2 separate regions of the Hordeum vulgare genome follow, and region 2 is linked to region 1. A link is a contact called in public Hi-C data. All regions are on one chromosome and are shown on one strand. The core of a region is the stretch at or near the end of the contact, and the rest is flanking DNA. Distances in the headings are between cores, read along the strand shown. Region 1 holds the start of LOC123401731 (universal stress protein A-like protein). Region 2 holds the start of LOC123402281 (inorganic pyrophosphatase TTM1-like).

Region 1 (5,198 bases), core at 1,881-4,380:
TATCTGCAGCATAATTAGATAAGCTGTTAGGGACCAAAACGGTAACTGCTCCTGACTGGAGCCTACAGTACTGGAGAAAAAAACAAAATGTAACTACCCCCAATCGATGGCATTCATTCACGAAGTACTCAAGTAGGTGAATCCCTCTTATCTTGTCTCTCTGCTTCATGCTCTGGAAGTCCGTCGGTGATGCATATATACTATCCACATCATCAAATCCTTTTGAATTGGCAACAAAGATAAATCAGAAATACATCAGGCAGACAAAAAAACTATGATCCAGATTATGTAATGTTTAAGCAAATACTCGGTACTCCATAGTGTACTGTTTCATGATAAACTGGGAGAAAATGATACTACAGATGCATGTGACATGAGCCTACAAGAAGTCATTTACTGATCAGAATTCAGGCTGAACATCCACATTAAATGGTCCCTGAGCCTGACAGTGCATCTTAAGGCAGGATTCCTATAGAAACAATTTGTTATTAACTACTCCCTCCGTTCCTAAATATATGTCTTTTTAGAGGTTCTATTAGGGGACTACATGCGGATGTATATAAACATACTTTAGAGTGTAGATTCACTCAGTTTGCTTCGTATGTAGTCCCGTAATGAAATCTCTAAAAAGACTTATATTTAGAAACGGAGGGAGTATACCATATTATAACATAAAGCACTAGCACCGACTGAGTTAGTTTACTACCCAGATATCTTACAGGCAAGGAGCTATTTCAAGGAGCAAGAAGAAGTGACAAAAAGGAGACAAAGAGGAAAAGCAATTGAAGTGGCATCAAGAGAAGTGTTCCCTAAGCTTTCTTGGTCATTCTCTACTGAATTTCGAGTATCAGCTGAAGTGCCTTTTAGTCCAAATATCGCAAGAACAGAACAAAGATTCAGGTCAACTCACTGGAAAGCACAAAAGCTATTTTGTCGCATACACTAGTTCAAGTGGCATAGCAAACATGGAGAAAAACAAGCATGCAAAAGTTAGTAAACAACTCGATGGACAGCCAACTCATGTGGATACTTATTACGTACTTAATACCCTGCAGTTGCTATTAACGGCACAATGAGCCTTTACCTTCGTCCGGCCATTCCAGGGGAATCAAAAGGACTATACTGCCATGTTAATTCATGAAAATCTTTGCAAAGTAAAATTAAACAGCTTTATTTTTTGGAGCACTTTCTCTCTGCTCGTCCACTATAAAATTGATGGGCAACTCTTCTTTCTTGTAAATAATTTTGAATATTTTGAGTGGACTTAGGACAAATTATTCCCAGAATTTTGCTGGAGGTATGCCCCCAAGGGCATGACAAGAAAAACTTTAGTGCCGACAGAAAAATAAAGTCATTTATTCCTGAAGAACGGTTGAATGAAGCAAATAGCACTTTGTGCAGTTATAACAGCAAGACAAGAGGAAACTCTTCCACCCCAAAATGGCCTAAATAGGATACTATACACAAACAGGTAGTACGAGCAAAATATTGCTGCAAGAGCATCATTTCTGCAAACACCAGAAACAAGGTGTTGCAGAAAATAGTAGAGCAGCAAAAACAGCTGAGGAGTGGTAGATTATGGGTGCAAAGCCTTAGAAAAGGTGCAAGACGTAGATGTTCCATAATGCCTTGCCTTCCCTCTGAACCACCAATTACCACTCCGCCCAGATGTTTTATTAAATTAAGTGGTATAAAATAGTTGTCAGTAAAATACCAAATTGTCATAATCGATGTGATCCCACCCCATTTATAGCATAGCATGGTTAAGCAATATAACTACATCACTGGCGACAAGGAATAGGGTGAAGACGAAGTGAGCCCAACTGGGGCGCATCAATCAAATGACATGCTCTTCTAAACTGTGCAGTATGCCTTGCATTTAAAAATACACTGTGTAGTGCCACCAAATGCGTTTATTAAGTTTAGAGGATATAAAACTTCTGCAATCTGCATTTACACAAATTACAAAGCACTAGTATCACACCAGTTATGTAAAAAAAAAAGCATGCAGTACCCTCTATCCAGAAACAGCAAAAAATACATAACCAGCAACCCAGCAAATTACAAAGCACCAGTATCACACCAGTTATGTAAATAAAGAAGGCAGTGCAGTACCCTCTATCCAGAAACAGCAAAAAATACATAACCAGCAGTCCAGTTCAGTACATTATTAACAGTAGACAACAGGTAAGGAAATCAGAGCCACTTGGTATACCGACCGCTTCTGATCATGGAATTTGTAGTGGTACACTTAAATTCAGATGCCACAACTACCAACAAGGCAAGAACTACCAGTTAGTATGAGTAGCCTACTTCAATTGTACTCCCTCTGTAAGCTTTTATAAAACGTCTTATAAAAGCTTAGAGAGGGAGTACATACCATTTACTAACCCTGAAACAGAACAAGCTCCTTATATATGCAAACCAAAAAGGATGCTACGATGCATCAGAAGTATGCAATCTGCCTCTTCTGCCCTGAGTTCCATACAGTAGTACGATTCAAACCAAAACACTACCAGTCTACACAGGTCGCAGCAGTAGAAGCATCCCGTGTACATGAACAGTGGGATTGCAGTAAGGATAACATGGATCAATGCTAAGAATTCGTAATGCGTTTGATATGAAACCACTAGGGCGTGCAACAAACAGCTACACTGTGATCGGAGAAGAGTCACCGCCCACATCGCGACGGCATCGCATACCAAGGCCACACCACCACCACCACCACCACCACCACCCTGCGCCGACCGAGAGGGGACCGGCGCATTTCGTCGAGCACCCCAAGCACGCAGCAAGCAAGCAAATCCACCCATGGGGCATTTCACGGGGCGCACGAGAGGGGCGCGCGGCTGCACGTACCGTCCTCGTCGGGGACCTGGACGTGGAGGAAGAGGAGGTGGAAGCCGTCGGTGTTGGAGCGGACGAGCTTGGAGAGCATCCAGTCGAAGGCGGAGCGGCAGCTGATGGAGGGGTGCGGGTACCCCTTGAGCGACGACTCGTTCACCGCCATCATCACCCGCGTCGGCGCCGACGAATCCGCCATTCGCGCACGCCCTCGCTCGCTGTTTGCTTCCTTGGCAAGAAGAAGGGGAAGAGGAGTTTTGGGGAAATTTTGAGGAGGACAAAAAGCAATCTACGCTTTCCTTCTTCATTTATACTGGCGGGTCCAGTCATTTTCACCCTTTTTTGCTATGGCCACATGAGAATAGGTTCATCATCGAGGCCCAAAAGCCCCTCGATCTTGGAATATCCGTGTGAATTTCCGTTACTAGCTTGAATGGAATTGTGTTGGCCAATCAGTTTAAGATAACTGCTCTCTTTGTAAAATTTACAAAACTCACTCTTGAGAAAATGTTTTCATCATTTGTACTACATCCGTTCCATAACATAAAAAACGTTTTTAACACTAGCGCCATACATAACGGGGCCCCACTTTGTTGGGTAGTCATTGTTGCCCCGTTCTTATTCTGTTTTATATAAAGACACCTTCAATACAAAACTCTAAAACAGAAATTGTATTCGCATGTGGATAATGATACGGGAGTTGGCCATTTAACCATGTCCGCTTACATTTCTAAGCAAATTGAACAAAGCGGATGAATTCCATGTAGATTGAATTATTTGTATTTAAACCGGTTCAAATCCATTACATTTTTGGCACACTTCAACTAAATAAAAGTGGTCGGGACTTATTAACCCAATCTAAAGGATCACCTGTCGTGACGGAGTCTCGGTTCCACAACATGTCTTTTCCATGTCCGGCAAGCTCACAGGTCCGAGAAGTAAAGCAGCGGTAGGGAAAGAATAGGAGTGACCTTCCTATGATCCAGCGGCGGAGGACCTGATAGGGCAAGGCCTGACGGCCACCCTACCTTGATTTGAACGGTGCATGCTGGGAGCAAGGCGACACATCGGCGTGACGGTGATGTCCATGGCTAGTGACCACAACACACTCTACCTTATCTTTTATCCGTCCTCCTCCACTGCTAGGACCCATATCATGATGGCGTCCCATGTGCTACTCTTCATCGCTCGAGTCCGTCGTGTCAAACGTGGACGGGTCGATCTCGTGGTCATAGCAGCATGGTGTAAACCACGGTGGCGGCATGACAGATGTGGAAATGGCGCCGTATGCGGCTACCTGTGCATCCTCTTCAGTCACATTCGTGTTGATCTTCAAAAATGACGTCCCTCTTCGCCCGTAGGACACGCAACCGCCATCGCTCGCAGAGGATCTTGTGGGCGCTGCACATGGCTTGGTACAACACCTACTGCTCATCCAAAAAGCTCGGATCCTCCATGACCATGATCATGACGACATCGTTGTTCACCTGCTCGTCGCCGCTCGGGTCCCAAGAATGCCGCCGTTCCTTCCCCTCCGTTGAAGTCAAGATTGGTGGGCTCAACATCGTCGGTTGATTAGCCGCTTGGTGACGACGTGGAGGTGGACAAGTTCACTTTTCGGGGATCTGTAGACGGAAGTTACAGACGGGTTTGGACAGTGCCGAGGCAGAACTGAAGAAGGCGAAGGCAAGAGCCGAAACTTAAGTTCTCGAGGCTCATGGCCGGACACGGGCACCGGCGATCATTTAAATTATGTTTAGAATAGGGTTTAATTAAAAATTGTCCAAATTGTTTTGAATTTTCGTCTTCTTTATACGGAAAATGTCCAAATGTGTTATAGTTTATAAAAAAATCATCATGTTTACGTGAATTTCATCTGACCTACTAAACTGTGTTTGAAAATTATGCGGACAACGTCGGATAGTCGTCTCCGACATCAGCATCATGAACTGGTATCCTATCAAAAAACAGATACCGAACAAATTTGCAGGTTAGAGATGGATCATTTTCTTTCGTCCATAGCACATCCCCGCTTCCGTATCACTGTCCTATTTGGTGCGTGATATGGTGTGCGGGAAGCAATATCCATGTTCTCTCACTTGATGATCATCGATGGATTGATGATAATGATCTTTCCATGATCTAGTAGTTGGTAGTACTTTCCAGACGTAGCTGAGGGCTGTGGTCCGCTAGCATCTCTACGGGGCCAACGTGGCAAGAAGCAATGCCGTGGTTGACGCGGCCAGGTGGGGTTCCTCGCATCACGTCACACGGGAGCTCGTGATCCACGTAGAGGCTCTCGCATCATGGAGCAACGGCTCATCCTTACACGTGGGCACGTGGCCACGTGCGTC
Region 2 (5,198 bases), core at 1,379-3,878, 230 kb after region 1:
CTTTCTCCTGCCCGTTCCTTACCCATCCATCGTACCGCCGTGATGCGTACGCACACCATGATGCTGCTCTATGCTTATCAATTCCACCAGACACTTCCTTCAAAAAGATAAAATTCCACCAGACATCGTACATGCGGCGTCCACCCCGTGCCAAACTCTGCTGCGAGGCCATCAGGGATGGCCAGCAAACGAGAATGGCTCAGAAGAGGGAGGATATTTCCAGTCTCTTCCGAGCTAATTATAATTTGCCATGGCCGAGTGCTTCACGTTGCCGTCTTCCTGAAAGGGAACCTTGCCGTGCTTTCCGGTGGGGATAAGTGCCGCGAAGATCTTTTCTTTTCCCTGATGTCCATCTGATCATGCCATGCAACTTTTCAATTTATCCCATAGGAATCCGAAATGTGTTTATAAATGTACTTCGTATTTTGTGCCGAGATGCTCACGTCTCTGGCCCGGCGGTTGACTGATTATCCTGACCACTGGTTCCCAGAGAATCTATTCCAAGACTCCAAGTCCTGACAAATTAGGAATATTAACATTTCCCGTCAGGATATTGTTGGGCAATTCGCTTGGCGATAGGTCCATGATGTATCCAGGAAAAAGGGATACTTAAGCTATATAAACGTAGACACCCTACAAAAGATTAACATGCGCTTGACTCAAACATAATACTATCAAATCTTATACGCTGACGAGGGTGAGAAACTAAGAATCATGGCATCAAGTCGTGTACGCAGAGCCGAAATCATTTATCATAAGTGGTTTATCCTCTTTTTTCTAGGTTCACTTTACAATTATTCAACTTTGATGTGCTGAAATTTCTTTTATAATCTGTTGTAGATAAACTTTGAAATAGAAAATGGTTAGCCAAATGTTAAAATGAGCATCAACTCATTAGAAAAATATAATACTACCATGTTCCTCATAGTGCAAAATATTATCCATGTGAACATGGGGAAATACAAATCTGACATCGGTCCAAATGTGGCCAAAATTCTGGTGCCACCCATGCTACATCGAGATTTTTGTGCATGTTGAGGGTTGTCCTATTTACAACTTATTGAAGTTACATATAAGTTATATCGATGAAATTTATATGTATTTTAGACTGTAGACTGCTAGTTGATTTTGATAAAAAAAAACACAAGATTTCTACTGGAAGTTAAAAGATAATGATCCAAAAACAAAATTGTAAAGCTATTCTTTTAAATGACAACGCCCAAAGAAGCCAACCTGAATGGTCTGGATTTGTTGATGAGTAGGTTTGAAATTTACTTCTCATGAATGTGATCACATCCACCACACGGCATACCACATATAAATCTATCTGGAAAGGCATCACGACCGGCTTATCGCTTCACGTAACATTTGTCGTTTTCGTTGCCTTTTTAACTAAAAATTGTTTGCATACACTTATGGCAACAAGTGTAGTCGTGACCATATATGCTTCAATGCACATCGTTTTTTTTAATCAAATTGTGCAAGTTTGATAGTTTTTGGTCGATGCATCTTAGCTTAATAGCATACAAGAAAATAGCGCCCCCTTTATTATCATCTCTCATGGTGTTGCTTTCTTCATAATCACTCCATGTGCCACTCTCTTACATAACACTCACGACAAATAATCTTTTCATAACCCTCAAGGATATCCCGGTAAGACAAAGTTTGATATTTCATTCGTCTGACTTGATTATTAATATATATTTTCAACTTTGTTCAACAATTTCATATTGTACCACAAGATTTTGCATATATTTTCACAAACATATGCAATTATATGTCATCTACAAGAGTTGAGTTAGTTGTCTAGAATTCTTTTCGAAGGAAGTTGGTTATTTCTTCCCCGTTATCCAGTGGCGGGGCTTCATGTGTACCTACGTGGCCCTCTCCCCCCAAGCTCATAGGAATATGTCCATTTCATAATGTAGTGCATGCAATTTTTTGTTAAAGTCAAACCTCACAAATTTTGATCAAGTTTGTGAAGAAAAATATTTTCATTTAAAATGTCAAACATATATCATTAGATTCATCGTAAGATGTAATTTTATATTTTTACATATTTGTTGTTGTAGATACACATAATTTTCTCCATAAACTTGATTAAAGTTTGTAAAATTTGACTTTAAAAAAATTCTACGTGCACTACATTATTGAATGGAGGGAATATATTAAGGTGGTGCCACTATAGAAGAGTTTAATCCCGGTCTCGCCACCTAAGTTGCATAATGATAAACTGTAGAAAAAGTAGTATCATGATTAAAGATGAATAAATCGAAAGTTCTCACATAAAATATTTTGAATAATGTCATTCATAAAAATAAAATACTCGCTCCGATATATTATTACCTATTTTGGATTTGTATACGTACGGATATATCTAACATTAAATGTGTTTAAACATGTTTAATTATATTTGTATCTAGATAAATCTAAGACAAATAATATGAATGGGGAAGGTACTTCTAATATCATGCGTGTGCAATTTCTGTGATGGTGTATGGAGCAAGACGAGGACAGGCGATATCCGGCAATCATGACAAAAATTTCCATTGATGTTCGACGCCTGGCATACGCTGTGAGGCTTCAAAAATATCAAGTGCATATATAGAAACCAGCCTGCGCGGAGCCCTAAAGGAGCACAAACGAAGCAGCAAAAAAAGGCAGGAAACTATTCCTCTCTGGATTGCGGAAACAAATCACGGAAACCTAGAAAGAAATCGTCTACCCGTTTTTTTCTCATTCTTTCTGCCCCCAAAAAACAGGCTCCGGATCCGAAACTCCCATCCAGCTGCCAAAAACACCCCTCCCCCCTCCCCTCCCTTCCTTCCTCCAGCTTCTCCTACTCGATCGAAGCCGAGCAGCGGCGCCTGACACGGAGAACAGGGGCGACCGGAGCCCTTCTCCCCCGCCTCCGCCCCTCCGGTGAGATACCCTCCTCATTTTCCCGATCGTCTCCGGCCTCCCCGCTTCTCCTCCCGCCGCCGCCGCCAAAATCGCGGCCTCGCCCCATTGCGCCGCGGTTCTCCTCCTCCCCACAGGACGGCGCGGTTGGTTCCCGGGACGGACTCCTCGAGCGTGGGCTCCTCCCCACGCCCCTTCAAATTATTCTTGTGGAACTGAACCCACACGCCCCACGTTAAGGCCCGCCCGCCCGCCCCTGCAGCTCTGCGGCGGGTTCATGCCTGGATTACTCGCGGGTTTGTTTGGTAGTAGTAGGTTAGTTACCCATCTGCGAGAGTTGGGTACCTTGTCATTCAGTGGACGACAATTCACGTGGAAAGTTTCAGTACCTTGATGTAACCTGCACGGGGCCCCGAAGCCCATCCCCCCTCTAGTTGCAAGGTCCCTCTCCTGTCTGTCCCGTAATAGAGTTCGGCTGCAAGGTCCATGTACTGCCTGTCCCTTGTTAGCTGTGCTCGTGTCGTCCCTCACCTGTGCGCAAAGGATTACCAGTAGACTAGTTAACTGTGTCCTGTCTGTCTCTTGATAGATTTCAGTTGCACAATTGTCGGGACGGTGAGAAATTCAGCAATCCCAGAGACGTGATGATTTCAGTTACAGTTCCTTTATTATGTTCTGGTACACAACATTTCTTTCAGCATCTCATTGTTGACTCTTGATACTTAAGGTTCTTTGTTGCAGGTTAAAGTTGTCTTGGAGACTTCTTTTGAATGGAGCGTAGTGATTCCCTGTCCGAGTCGCCAAGGAAGCGGAATGGCCTTCTGCGAGACCAGGTGCAGCTGGTGAAAAGGAAGGACACAAGCCGCTATGAGATCGTCCCCTTTCCAGAGCCACTGTCTTTTGAGAAAGGCTTCTTTGTCATGATCCGCGCCATCCAGCTCCTGGTGCAGAACAATGAAGGGATAATATTTGTGGGAGTTGCTGGCCCCTCTGGGGCTGGTAAGACGGTGTTTACCGAGAAGGTCCTCAATTTCATGCCCAGTGTTGCTGTGATATCAATGGACAACTACAATGATGCAAGTCGCATAGTTGATGGCAATTTTGATGGTAACCCAACTTATCTGGATGACTACTTCTTTTATAATAGCAAGATTCATGTAATAAGAAATATGTATAATTTACAGTACATAATCTGTGCATTATCTTATGGTTCTTTACCTGGAACCACATGTCTCTGCAGTAACAATAACTTAACTATTGCATATGATTTAATATAATGGAAGCATTAGTAAGTTTTTGCAAAACTGTATTCATCGAGGCAGTGGTGGTGCTAAGTGCTAACTAGAGTAACTGATGTTTGTATTTGTAATTTTTTGTCAGATCCACGTCTAACAGACTATGACACACTGTTGGAAAATATTCATGGTCTGAAGGAAGGAAGGTCCGTTCAGGTTCCAATATATGATTTCAAGACGAGTTGCCGGACTGGATACAGGTAGAAACATTCTTGCATCATCATTTGCCATCGTTACATTATTGCACTAGATTTTTCTTGCCACACTTGCCTTACTTGAGGTGCTCAAAAAGTTTGCCATCTTTACAATAAATTAACCTAAGGGCATGTTTGGTTGGTGACTAACTTTCCCACATGTTGCCACAACACTTGCATTACTTGAAATGCTCAAATTCTTAGCCACATTTTGGCTTGCCTTAGGGAATCTTGCCGCACTTTTTGTGTGTATGACATGTGGGGCTTATTGCTCACCAAAGGAATGTTCTGTTAGGTGTAGCTAGAACCAAATACACACCTAACTTGGTCAAGCTTGCCTAACTTGAGGTCTGACAAAGTGTGGCTAGGAACCAAACAGCCCATTATGCTCATATTTCACCATGATTAATCTTATCTAACTATATTTTTTTCTTATGGCCAACAGAACAGTTGATGTCCCTAGCTCCAGGATTGTTATTATTGAAGGTATATATGCACTGAGTGATAAGTTACGGCCAATACTGGATCTGCGTGTTTCTGTCACTGGTGGTGTTCATTTTGACCTGGTGAAGAGAGTCCTAAGGGACATACAACGAGCTGGCCAGGAGCCTGAGGAAATAATCCACCAGATCTCAGAAACGGTTGCTTGACCTTTTGAACTTGAATCTATATCTGCTCTTTCCTTGTGTTTTCTTGCTTCCATAAAAGGTCATTATAGAAAAGCCCACCAGCGGTTTATGGGTTTATATATGCATGCGTAGTATTTTCTTCAGCCATGCCAATGGTTTAACATGTTGGAAGATGGTAC

What was found. Hi-C and Micro-C count contacts between places; a contact is called where the count stands out from the background.
Region 2: a Hi-C map of seedling shows a contact between it and region 1, with 6 times the contacts expected there. The contact joins the promoter of LOC123402281 here to the promoter of LOC123401731 in region 1. A contact is called at or near these places in 4 of 6 Hi-C or Micro-C datasets (leaf and seedling) and 1 of 1 datasets of contacts at active chromatin or transcription factors (embryo).

The regions. Positions count from the first base shown.
Region 1 is chr6H:465,504,837-465,510,034 of MorexV3_pseudomolecules_assembly, forward strand. LOC123401731 (universal stress protein A-like protein) reads right to left here and starts at 3,131. Exons shown (of 4, transcript XM_045095586.1): 1 at 2,860-3,131; 2 at 98-219; 3 at 1-3. The coding sequence starts at 3,043.
Region 2 is chr6H:465,731,980-465,737,177 of MorexV3_pseudomolecules_assembly, forward strand. It overlaps LOC123402281 (inorganic pyrophosphatase TTM1-like), which reads left to right and starts at 2,629. Exons shown (of 12, transcript XM_045096183.1): 1 at 2,629-2,922; 2 at 3,629-4,008; 3 at 4,282-4,396; 4 at 4,836-5,031. The coding sequence starts at 3,672.